2 separate regions of the Sus scrofa genome follow, and region 1 is linked to region 2. A link is a contact called in public HiChIP or PLAC-seq data. All regions are on one chromosome and are shown on one strand. The core of a region is the stretch at or near the end of the contact, and the rest is flanking DNA. Distances in the headings are between cores, read along the strand shown.

Region 1 (5,217 bases), core at 2,493-4,992, 83 kb after region 2:
AAAGAATAACAGAGGATTCCAGATCTTCTCCAGAGATTCAGTATTATCTCTCCTCCAACCCAGAACACTCAGCTCTTCACATCTGACACCAAGTTGATCAGATCCCCTACTTTCTCTCACGTACTTATTAGACTATCATGTGCATTGAATGTGACATCAAAATGAATAAGACAATGAGGCTTTCTTCAATGAGATCATGGTCTGGAAAAGAGAGACACAAAACTATAACATAATTACAGGGAGTATCCATCATGGCACAGCGGAAACGAATCCAACTAGGAACCACGAGGTTGTGGGTTTGATCCCTAGCCTTGCTCAGAGGGTTAAGGATCTGGCATTGCTGTGAACTGTGGTTGCAGACGCGGCTTGGATCTGCTGTTGCTGTGACTGTAGTGTAAGCTGGCAGCTGTAGCTCCAATTTGACCTCTAGCCTGGGAACCTCCATATGCTACGAGTACAGCCCTAAAAAGCAAAAAACAAAAACAAAAACAAAAACAAAACAAAACAAAAAAACCCCAAACTATAATTTCAATGAAAATACATTAAAAAATTCATTCCTAGAGAGAGAATATGGATTTTTTTCTTTTATACTTGCAGACAAACAATGGAGGTTTCAGACTCCTCTGTCACTCCCTCCCAACCCCAAAACACAACCACTGAATCTTCTCACATCTCTGCCTTCTCCTTTCCAGTAAATGTCATTTAGGTAGTTTTTCAGGCCCCAAACTTCTGCTGTCAATGTCCATGCTTGTCCCTTCCTCTTTGCTCCCAATCCAATCTATCAGTGGGTACCACTGGTTCAAACTGCAAAACACATTCAGCAGTCAACCAGTCCCCATTTGATGGCTACCCTGCAGATCCAGGAGCCATCATTTCTCACTTGGACAGCTGCAGTACTTCCCCAATGGATTCTGTTTCCACTTCTTCCATTTTTGCTCCATGACAACCTATTCTTCACAGAGCAGTCAGAGAACATTTTTTAAAGTGCACACCAGGTTGTTACAGCCATAGTGGTGTAAGATGGGGGTTGATCGCCCCCCATCACTAGATAACTGGACAAACTATATCAGACAACTGTTTTCAGACATTAGACACCTGGCAGCACAGGACTATTATTTCTGAGACAAAGGAAACAATAAGGTGAGCCCTATGGTTGTCCTGGTTACCAGAGGCAGTTTCCAGGCCTCAAGCAGACAGCACAAATCCAAACAGATCCTGGAGGTCTTACTGAAGTGAAGAGACAGAGATCAGAGTTTGGTGAGGCCAAGGCAGCTAGAATTTGTGGAGCACCGTTTTTTAAAAAGACTTTACTTTCCACATGAAAACACCTTGGTTCCCAGGTCACAAATCAACTGACTGTTTAAGTGTGAGTCTATTTCTCAGCTTTCAACTTCAGTTCCCTTTATCTATTTATCAATCACTACATCCTTATCATGCTGTCTTAATTTCACTCTCTCTAAACAGTCTTGTGATAAGATAGTGTATGTCTTTGAGCTTCGTTCTTTTTCAAGTTTGTTTTGGCTATTCTAGGTCTCTCACATTTCATAAAATTTTTAGTGTCAGTTTATCAATATCTAGAAAAAATCTATTAAGATTTTAGTTGGAATTGTGTAGAACTTACAGATCTTTTATAAGATTATTAGTGAATACTGTGTCTTTTAATCCATGATTATGATGTAACTCCATTTATTGTTTTCTTTACTATCTCAACTGTGTTTTGTATTTTTCAGTGTAGAAGTCTTACACAAATTTTGTAAATCTATTCATAAATTGTTTATATTTTTGATGCTATTGTAAATGGTATTAAAGTTTTTATTTTCCAATTATGACAATAAACAGAAATATAATTGATTTTTGTATATTGACCTAATATTCTATGACTAAAATTCAGGTTTTAGACCTACTAGTTTTTCTGTACATTCATTTTGGTATTTCTTTATAAATGATCATATCATCTGTGAATAATGACAATTTTACTTATTCCTTTATATTCTTTAGTTTCATTGTGGTCAGGGCCCATACTTTGTAAATATCAATATTTTTGAAATTTCATGAAACTTGTTTTATGGCTTAGCAGGTGGCCATGTTGGTGGATGTTCCGGAAACACTCTAAAGATGTTTTCTCGTTGTCTCTGGCATTCATTTCTTCTCACAAAATATCATTTCCCTGATGAAATGCCATCATATATCACTGTTCCTCCATATGTAATGTTTTTCACTGATGGCTTTCAAGAGTCTCTTTATTTCAATAGTCTCTTTTTGATAGTTGAACTATGAAGTGTGTAGTTGTGATTTTCTTGTATTTATCTTGCTTGGAATTTGTTGACCTGCTTGGATATGTAAGTAGATTATTTCCATGAAATTTTTTTCTTTCATCTGTTTTTTTCTTCAGCTCTTTTTGGATCTTATTTGTTTTCTCTTTTCATTCAAAATGTGTAGAGATTTGGTTTAGTGTATTCACTAAACTTAGTGAAAAAGAAAATTAAAAGCAGGAGACTTCTATTACTTTTTGTCTGCCCTGTATTCCTTCCTTTTTGGAATTGCCATTTTCCAACTCCATGTGACTTTTTAAAAATAAATTCATATATATTTGTACACCCATGTTCACAGCAGCATTATTCACTATAGCATAAAGGTGGAAGCAACCCAAGTGTCCATCAGCAAATGAATGGATAAGCACAATGTAGTATATGCACACGATAGAATACCATTCATCCCTAAAAAAGGAAGGAAACTCTGAACATGCTAGATCATGGGTTCTTGAGGACAACATGCCAAGCAAAATAAACTAGTCACACACACACACTACTGTGTGATTCCACTTATATGAGGGACCTAGAGTCATCAAATTCATAAAGACAGAAAGAATGGTGGCTGCCAGCAGGGAGAAGGAGATTTTTTCATGAGGATAGAGTTCCAGTTTCACAAGATGAAAAGAGTTTTGAAGATGGATAGTGATGATGGGTATGAAACAATGTAAATGTACTTAATGCCACTGAATGGTATGCCTAAAAATGGTTAACATGGAAAATATTATGTGTAATTTGTCAATAAAAATTTTTGATTTAAAAAAAGCCTAACAGTTGTCCAGCCGTCTTGATAGTCATTTTCAAGCTACTAGGATCATAGGTCAATTTGATGCTGAAGACTATTAGAGTCTCTAACAGGGCATAGCACTGTCGACATACAGACACAGAGCTGAGACAGCTCAAACTCGGACCTCATTGAATCCTCACAGAGACCAGGCACGGAGAGCAAAAAGAAGTGACTGGTCCGAGAACGCACAGCCTCTAAGGAAAAGAGCAAGACCAAGGATGAGAATCCAGTCCTGGAACCAGAGCAATATCTCTGGAAGGTCAGGCCTGGATAAGAGCCATCTCTGTGTCACCATTCGTTGGCAAGAGGCCTGCACATAGTAGGTGCCCAACAAAAATGTGTTGAATAAATGAAATGTGCTGAACTAGGTATTATATTTCCTCCTGAGCGGTTCAAGATTAACGAAGGAGTGTGGTGGTTTTGTGAAGTATCACCTTGGCTGCGGTGGAGGGGCTCCATGTCCCATAATTCACATCCTGAAGGTTTCCAGTTAGAAAAGACCACAGAGGCATGTCATAAGACATTTGGAGGATGGAGGCGAAACAGAAGCCACTTTTGTGCTTTCTTGCGCAGTCTGGGCAGGCTCACCCACGCTATCTGCTGGCTCACTCGATTGACGCGGGGCGAGGCAGGGGCTGGGCTTGCAAACGCTCGCCTTTCCCTGCAGCTCCGTCAGCCTCCTGACGCCTGAGTGGATGTGAGTTTAGCTTCCACAGAAAGATCACTGGCTTTCTCAGGAAGGACACTCTGAGATAGCATAACTTTCAAGAAGCTTTCTCCAGGGAGGAGACCTTCCTTCCACTGGGCTTTCATAGTATTTGCTTCTATATCAGTATCTACATTCTTCCTTGTATCCAAGCTATTTGTTTTAATGACTAAAGTACGAGTTCCTGAAGGAAAAGGCCTCCCCACATGATTCTGAGAAGGCTATAATCACTTACGACTTTCTCTTTACTGCTATTGGGAAGTACCAGACCCAAGTTGACCAATCAGAATATTTCCTCCCTCTGGCCACCGCGATTGGCTCCAGTGATAAGTTCGGGATCAAAGTCAGCCAATCGGAATTTTCTGGAGGTCAGTGTGCCAAGGGAGGGAAAGAGATTTGTTCTTTTTTCAATTGCCATTACTTTTAACATTCAAATTAATCCTACAATATATATTTTTTTCTTTTTTTGCCTCTGCGTGAAAATGAAGTCAATACAATAAAGTAAGATTCAGACTTGGAGAGAGCCCACTGAAGACACGGTATTTGGATCCAGCAGTGCCTGGAGCCAGCCCATCCTCTGAGACGCTGGGTTATCTGGCAACGAAGTCTAACCCATGTCGCTTTCGGTAAAGTTTCTATTCCTTGCTGATGGAGTCCTGGTTAATATAGTTAAATAAACAGAACATGTATTTATTTGGTACTACAATAGTATTTGTGTCAATAGGCCTTAAAAAGCAACCTCTAAAATGCTAATCCTTTCAGGAAGCTGCTTTGATGTTGAAGAAATTGTACCCTTTCCTTCTAATATATTCTATACAAATCCAAACTCAAACTGCTATTTTTTTTTCCTGCAAAGCATTAACGATACCTTTTCTATCCATGTTCTTAATTTATACTGTATACCCTTCCTGGGCAATCTTATACACTCTCATTGTTTTTCAACCACCTCTATGCTGATGAAAGTAAATTCACATGGCTTGCTTAATCCTCTCCTCAAAGCTTCAAGAATCAGATATCCAGTTGCACTTTACTATTTCCCAAGCACTTCAAAGTTAACCTGTCAAAAGTGAATGAATCATCTTCCCCACTAACCATGCTCTTTTTATTTTAACTTAAAAATATTAATTGATGAACACACAATCTACCCGACCTCTAAAGGAAGGTGACATCCTTGACTCTTTGCCTTTCACCTTCTATGTACAATCAAGCCATCAAGGCAAACTATTGATTTTTGTCTTCCAATTTATTAAATGCATGTTCTCCTCTCACTACTACCATAATCTATTACAATAACATACAATTTTAGTCTCAACCTGCTCGCATCAACTTCCCCCAAGAACAGCCACAGCTCTGTCTGAATCACAGGGGTGTCTCTAGGGTGGCTTACCATTACATAGAAAGTGCAAACAGTTGAA
Region 2 (5,169 bases), core at 2,515-5,014:
TTTTTAGGGCCGCCCCGCAGCATAGGGAGGTTCCCAGACTAGGGGTGGAATCGAGCTGCAGCTGCTGGCCTACACCACAGCCATAGCAATGCCAGATCTGAATCCCATCTGTGACCTACACCACAGCTCATGGCAACACCAGATCCTTAATCCACAGAGCGAGGTCAGGGATTGAACCTACATCCTCATGGATACTAGTCAGATTTGTTTCTGTTAAGCCAGACGGGAACTCCACTCCCATATACTTTAAGTAATCTCTAGATTATTTATAATACCTAATACAATGTAAATGCTATGTAAACAGTTGTAAATACAATGTAAATGATATGTAAGTAACTGCCCACTCTCAGCAAAAAGTTTTACTTTTTGAAAACTTTCTGGATTTTTTTCCCCCAAATGTTTTCAATCTGCAGTTGGTTGACATCTGTGGATGTGGAACTTGTGGCTACAGAGGGCCAACCATTGTGATCAATGGAACAGAACAAAGAACCAAGAACTAGACCTGCGTAAGTATATAGCCAAATGATTTTGACAAGACGCAGAGCAATTCAATGAGTAAAGGTACTCTTTTCAAAAAATGGTGCTGAAAAATGGGATACCCATTTAAAAAAAAAAAAATGAACCTCAGGAGTTTCTGCTGTGGCACAGTGGATTAATGATGTGGCATCTCTGTGGCAGCACCAGTTCAATCCCTGGCCCACCACAGTGGGTAAAGGATTCAGCATTGCTGCAGCTGTGGTGTAGGTCGTAACTGCAGCTCAGATTCAATTCCTAGCCCAGGAACATCCATTTGCCACAGATGCTGCCAAAAAAGAAAAGAAAAAAAAAAAAAAGGAACCTCAATCTAATGTCACACTTCACACAAAAATTAACTCAAATTGGATCACTGACTTAACTGTTAAAATGTTTTGGGAAATAATGGTAAAATATTTGAGACCTACAACTAAATGAAAGCTTTTGAGACATGACACAGAAAGTATTATCCATTAACAATTCTGTTGATAAAATGGCTTAAAGACTTAAACATAAGACATGTTATCATAAAACTCCTAGAAGAGAACACAGGCACAACATTCTCTGACATAAATCATACAAATGTTTTCTTAGGTCAGTCTCCCAAGGTACAGAAATAAAAACAAAAATAAAACCTAATCAACCTTACAAGCTTTTTTGCACAGCAAAGAAAACGGTAAGAAAAACAAGACACCCTATGGAATGGGAGAAAACAACTGCAAATGTTTTGTATATTTTGGAGGGCTTAATCTCCAAAATATACAAAAGCTCATATAACTCAACAACAAAAAACAACCCAATCAAAAAATGGGCAGAAGACCTAAATAGACATTTCTCTAAAGAAGACATATGGATGGCCAGTAGGCACATGAAAAAATGCTCTACACCGCTAATTATCAGAGAAATGCAAATCAAAACCCAGTGAGGTACAACCTCACACCAGTCACAATGGCCCTCTTTCTATAAGTCTACAAGTAACAAATGCTGGAGAGGCTATACAGAAAAGGGAACCCTCCAACACAGCTGGTGGGAATGTAAACTGGTACAACCATCATGGAAAACAGAATTGGAGGTTTCTCAGAAAACTAAATATAGAGCTACCATATGATCCAATACTCCCACTCCTGGGCATATATCTGGACAAAACTACAACTCAAAAGGACACATACAGGAGTTCCCATCATGGCTCAGTGGTTAACGAATTCAACTAGGAACCATGAGGCTTTGGGTTCAATCCCTGGCCTTGCTCAGTGGGTTAAGGATCCAGCATTGCCATGAGCTGTGGTGTAGGTTGCAGATGCAGCTCAGATCCTGCGTTGCTGTGGCTGTGGCATAGGCCAATGGCTACAGTTCCAATTAGACCCCTAGCCTGGAAACCTCCATATGTCATGGAAGCAGCCCTAGAAATGGCAAAAAGAAAAAAAAAAAAAAAGACACATACACCCCTATGTTCACTACAGCACTATTCACAATAGACAAGATATAGAATCAACCTAAATATCTATCGATAGATGAACAGATTAAGAAGATGTGACACATACACACAATGGAATACTACTCAGCCATAGAAAAGAATGAAATAATGCCATCTGCAGCAACATGGATGGAACTAGAGATTCTCACACTAAGTGAAGTAAGTCAGAAAGAGAAAGAAAGATATATGATATCACTTCTATGTGGAATCTAAAATATGGTATGGATGAACCTATCTATAAAACAGAAACAGACCCACAGATATAGAGAATAGACTTGTGGTCGCCAAGGTGGTGGTGGTGGGGGGAGTGAGATGGACTGGCATTTTGGGGTTAGTAGATGTAAATTATTACATTTAGAATGGTTAAGCAATGAGGTCCTACTGTATAGCACAGGGAATATATCCAATCTCTTGGGAGAGAACATGATAGATGAATATGAGAAAAAGACTCTATCTATCTATCTATCTATCTATATGTATAAATAGGTCACTGTGCTGCACAGCAAAAACTGGCACATTGTAAATCAACCGTACTTTAATAAAAGTAATTTTTTTGATAAACTACTTTGTCAAAAATAACAGCCTTCAGAGTTTCCACTGTGGTGCAACAGGACTGGTGGCATCTTGTTGTCTTGGGGGCCTTGGGACGCAGGTTTGATATCCAGCCTGGCACAGTGAGTTAAGGATCTGGTGTTGCTACAGTTGCGGCTTAGATCACAGCTGCAGCTTGGATCTGATGCTTGGCCCAGGAACTCCATATGCCATGGGGCAGCCAAAAGAAAAAACAAAAACAACTTTCACTTTTCAAAAGATCCAGGGAAGTGGATGAAAAGATCCTCTAGGGAAAAATTTTCGCAAACCACACATACTAGAATACTTGAAAAACTCTCAAAACTCAACAACCTGATCAGAAAATGGGCAGAAAACATAAAACAGATGTTTCACTAAAGAGGATATACTGATGGCAAACAGATGCATGAAAAGATACTCAATATCACTAGCCATTAAGTAAATGTAAACTAAAGTCATTATGAAATATCATTATACACTCCTTTAGAACAACTAATATGAAAAAAGTTACAATACCAATGCAATATGGATGCAGATAAAATGGATCTCTCATACATTGCAAAGGGGTATGTAAGTATTTGCACTCATGGGCATTTATTTCAGAGAAATGAAAATGCTATATATGCAAAAACCTGTGCATGAATGTTCATTGCAGCTTTACCTCTAGTAGCCAAAAAAATGGAAAAACAACAAAAATTATCTTCAATAAATGAGTGGCTAAATAAATTGTGGTGCATCCATGCCATGGAGTAATATACCGCTATAAAAAGGAATGAACTACTAATACCTGCGACAACAAGGATGCATCTCAGGGGCATTATGTGGCATGAAAAAAAAAATCTCAAAAGTTCATATATTGTATGATTTCATTCTAATAACATTCTTCAAGTGATAAAATTAGAGATGGAGAACAGATTAATGTTTCCAGGGGTTAGAGATATGAGGAGTGGGGGGATATGACTATATAGGAGTAACACAGGGAAATACTGTGGTGATGAAAGTTTTGTATCTTGATTGTAGTTGTGGCAACAGGAATCTACATATGTGAAAAAGTGGTATAGAACTATACATACACATTGAACTAAATGCAATTTCCTAATCTTGATGTGGCACTATAGTTACTTAAAATGTAACCATTGAGGGAAACTGGGCAAAGGGTGCACTAGACCTCTTTGCACTACATCTGCAACTTCCTAAAAATCTGTTTAACTATTTCAAAACGGAAAGTTAAAAACACAGACAAATGACAGATGCCAATAGCAATGATACATAGGTTGGAATTATCTAACAAAGACTTTTTTTTTTTTTTTTTTGTCTTTTTGCCTTTTCCAGGGCCACTTCCCGTGGCATATGGAGGTTCCCAGGCAAGGGGTCTAATCGGAGCTGTAGTCACCAGCTTACGCCACAGCCACAGCCACGCGGGATCCGAGCCACGTCTGCAACCTACACCACAGCTCACGGCAACGCCGGATCCTTAACCCACTGAGCAAGGCCAGGGGTCGAACCTGCAACTTCATGGTTCCTAGTTGGATTCGTTAACCACTGCGCCATGACGGGAACTCCCTAACAAAAACTTTTAAAACAGCTATTATTAAATTTTCCTCTGGAGTTCCAGTTGTGGCTCAGCAGGTTAAGAATCCAACTAGTATCCATGAGGATACAGGTTTAATCTCTGGCCTTGCTCGGTGAGTTAAGAATCCAGTGTTGCTGCAAGGTGGCTGAGGTCAGAGATGCAGCCTGGATCAGGTGTTGCTGTGGCTGTAGCATAGGCCAGCAGTTGCAGCTCCGATTAGACCCCTAGCCTGGGAACTTCCATATGCCCCAGGTATGGCCCTAAAAAAAAAGAAAAAAAAAAGTTCCCTAGTACATATATAACTGAATCACCTTCTTGTACAGCAGAAATTATCACAACATTGTAAATCAACTATACATCAATAAAACTTTAAAAAATGAAAAATAAAATGCTCCCCCAAATAAGGGCAAACATTCTTAGAATTAATGGTATAAGGGGGAAAAAAACTAAATGGAAAATTTTAAATGGAAAAGTGCAATGACCAAAATAAAGAACATACACTCCATACACTTAATAGCAGCATAGAGATGACAGAGCAAAGACTCAGTATGCAGGCATACCTCAGAGAGAGTATAGTTTGATTCTAGACCACCGCAATAAAGCAAGTCACGTAAATTTTTTGGCTTTCCAGTGCATATAAAACTTTTGTTTACACTATAGTATAGTTTATTGTGTGCAATAAATTACATTATGTTCTTAAAAAAACAATGCATATGCTTTTATTTAAAATACTTTATTGCTAAAAAAAAATGTTAACCACCATCAACTGAGCCTTCAGTAGTCATGATACTAACATTAAAGATCACTAATCACAGATCTCCATAATAAATAGTGAAAAAGTTTGAAATACTGCAAGAATTACCAAAATGTAACACAAAGACACAAAGTGAGCAAATGCTTGAAAAATGACACCATTAGATTTGCTTGACACAGCACTGCCACAAACTTTCAATTTGTAAAAAAAAAAAAAAAAAATGCAGTATCCACGAAGTGCAACAAAGCAAAATACAATAAAATGAAGTACGCCTGTACTTGAAGA

The links. HiChIP or PLAC-seq counts read pairs in DNA pulled down with a chosen protein or histone mark.
Region 1: a contact with region 2 is called in an H3K27ac HiChIP or PLAC-seq map of alveolar macrophages. The contact joins two enhancer-like sites. A contact is called at or near these places in 2 of 47 Hi-C or Micro-C datasets (adipocytes and embryonic fibroblasts) and 1 of 2 datasets of contacts at active chromatin or transcription factors (alveolar macrophages).

What each region holds. Positions count from the first base shown.
Region 1 is chr6:106,375,084-106,380,300 of Sscrofa11.1, forward strand. All of the region lies in intron 5 of LOC102157456 (formin-like protein 5), which reads right to left. Among named protein-coding and RNA genes, the nearest start is that of ROCK1, 63 kb to the left of the region's middle. Within about 2 kb of position 3,743, at least 15 of the 83 cell types and tissues checked have an H3K27ac peak or open chromatin away from gene starts, as enhancers often do. A contact at or near this core is called in alveolar macrophages, where this site is marked.
Region 2 is chr6:106,291,942-106,297,110 of Sscrofa11.1, forward strand. The region is part of intron 1 of ROCK1 (rho-associated protein kinase 1); the gene reads right to left. Among named protein-coding and RNA genes, the nearest start is that of ROCK1, 20 kb to the right of the region's middle. Within about 2 kb of position 3,765, at least 1 of the 83 cell types and tissues checked has an H3K27ac peak or open chromatin away from gene starts, as enhancers often do. A contact at or near this core is called in alveolar macrophages, where this site is marked.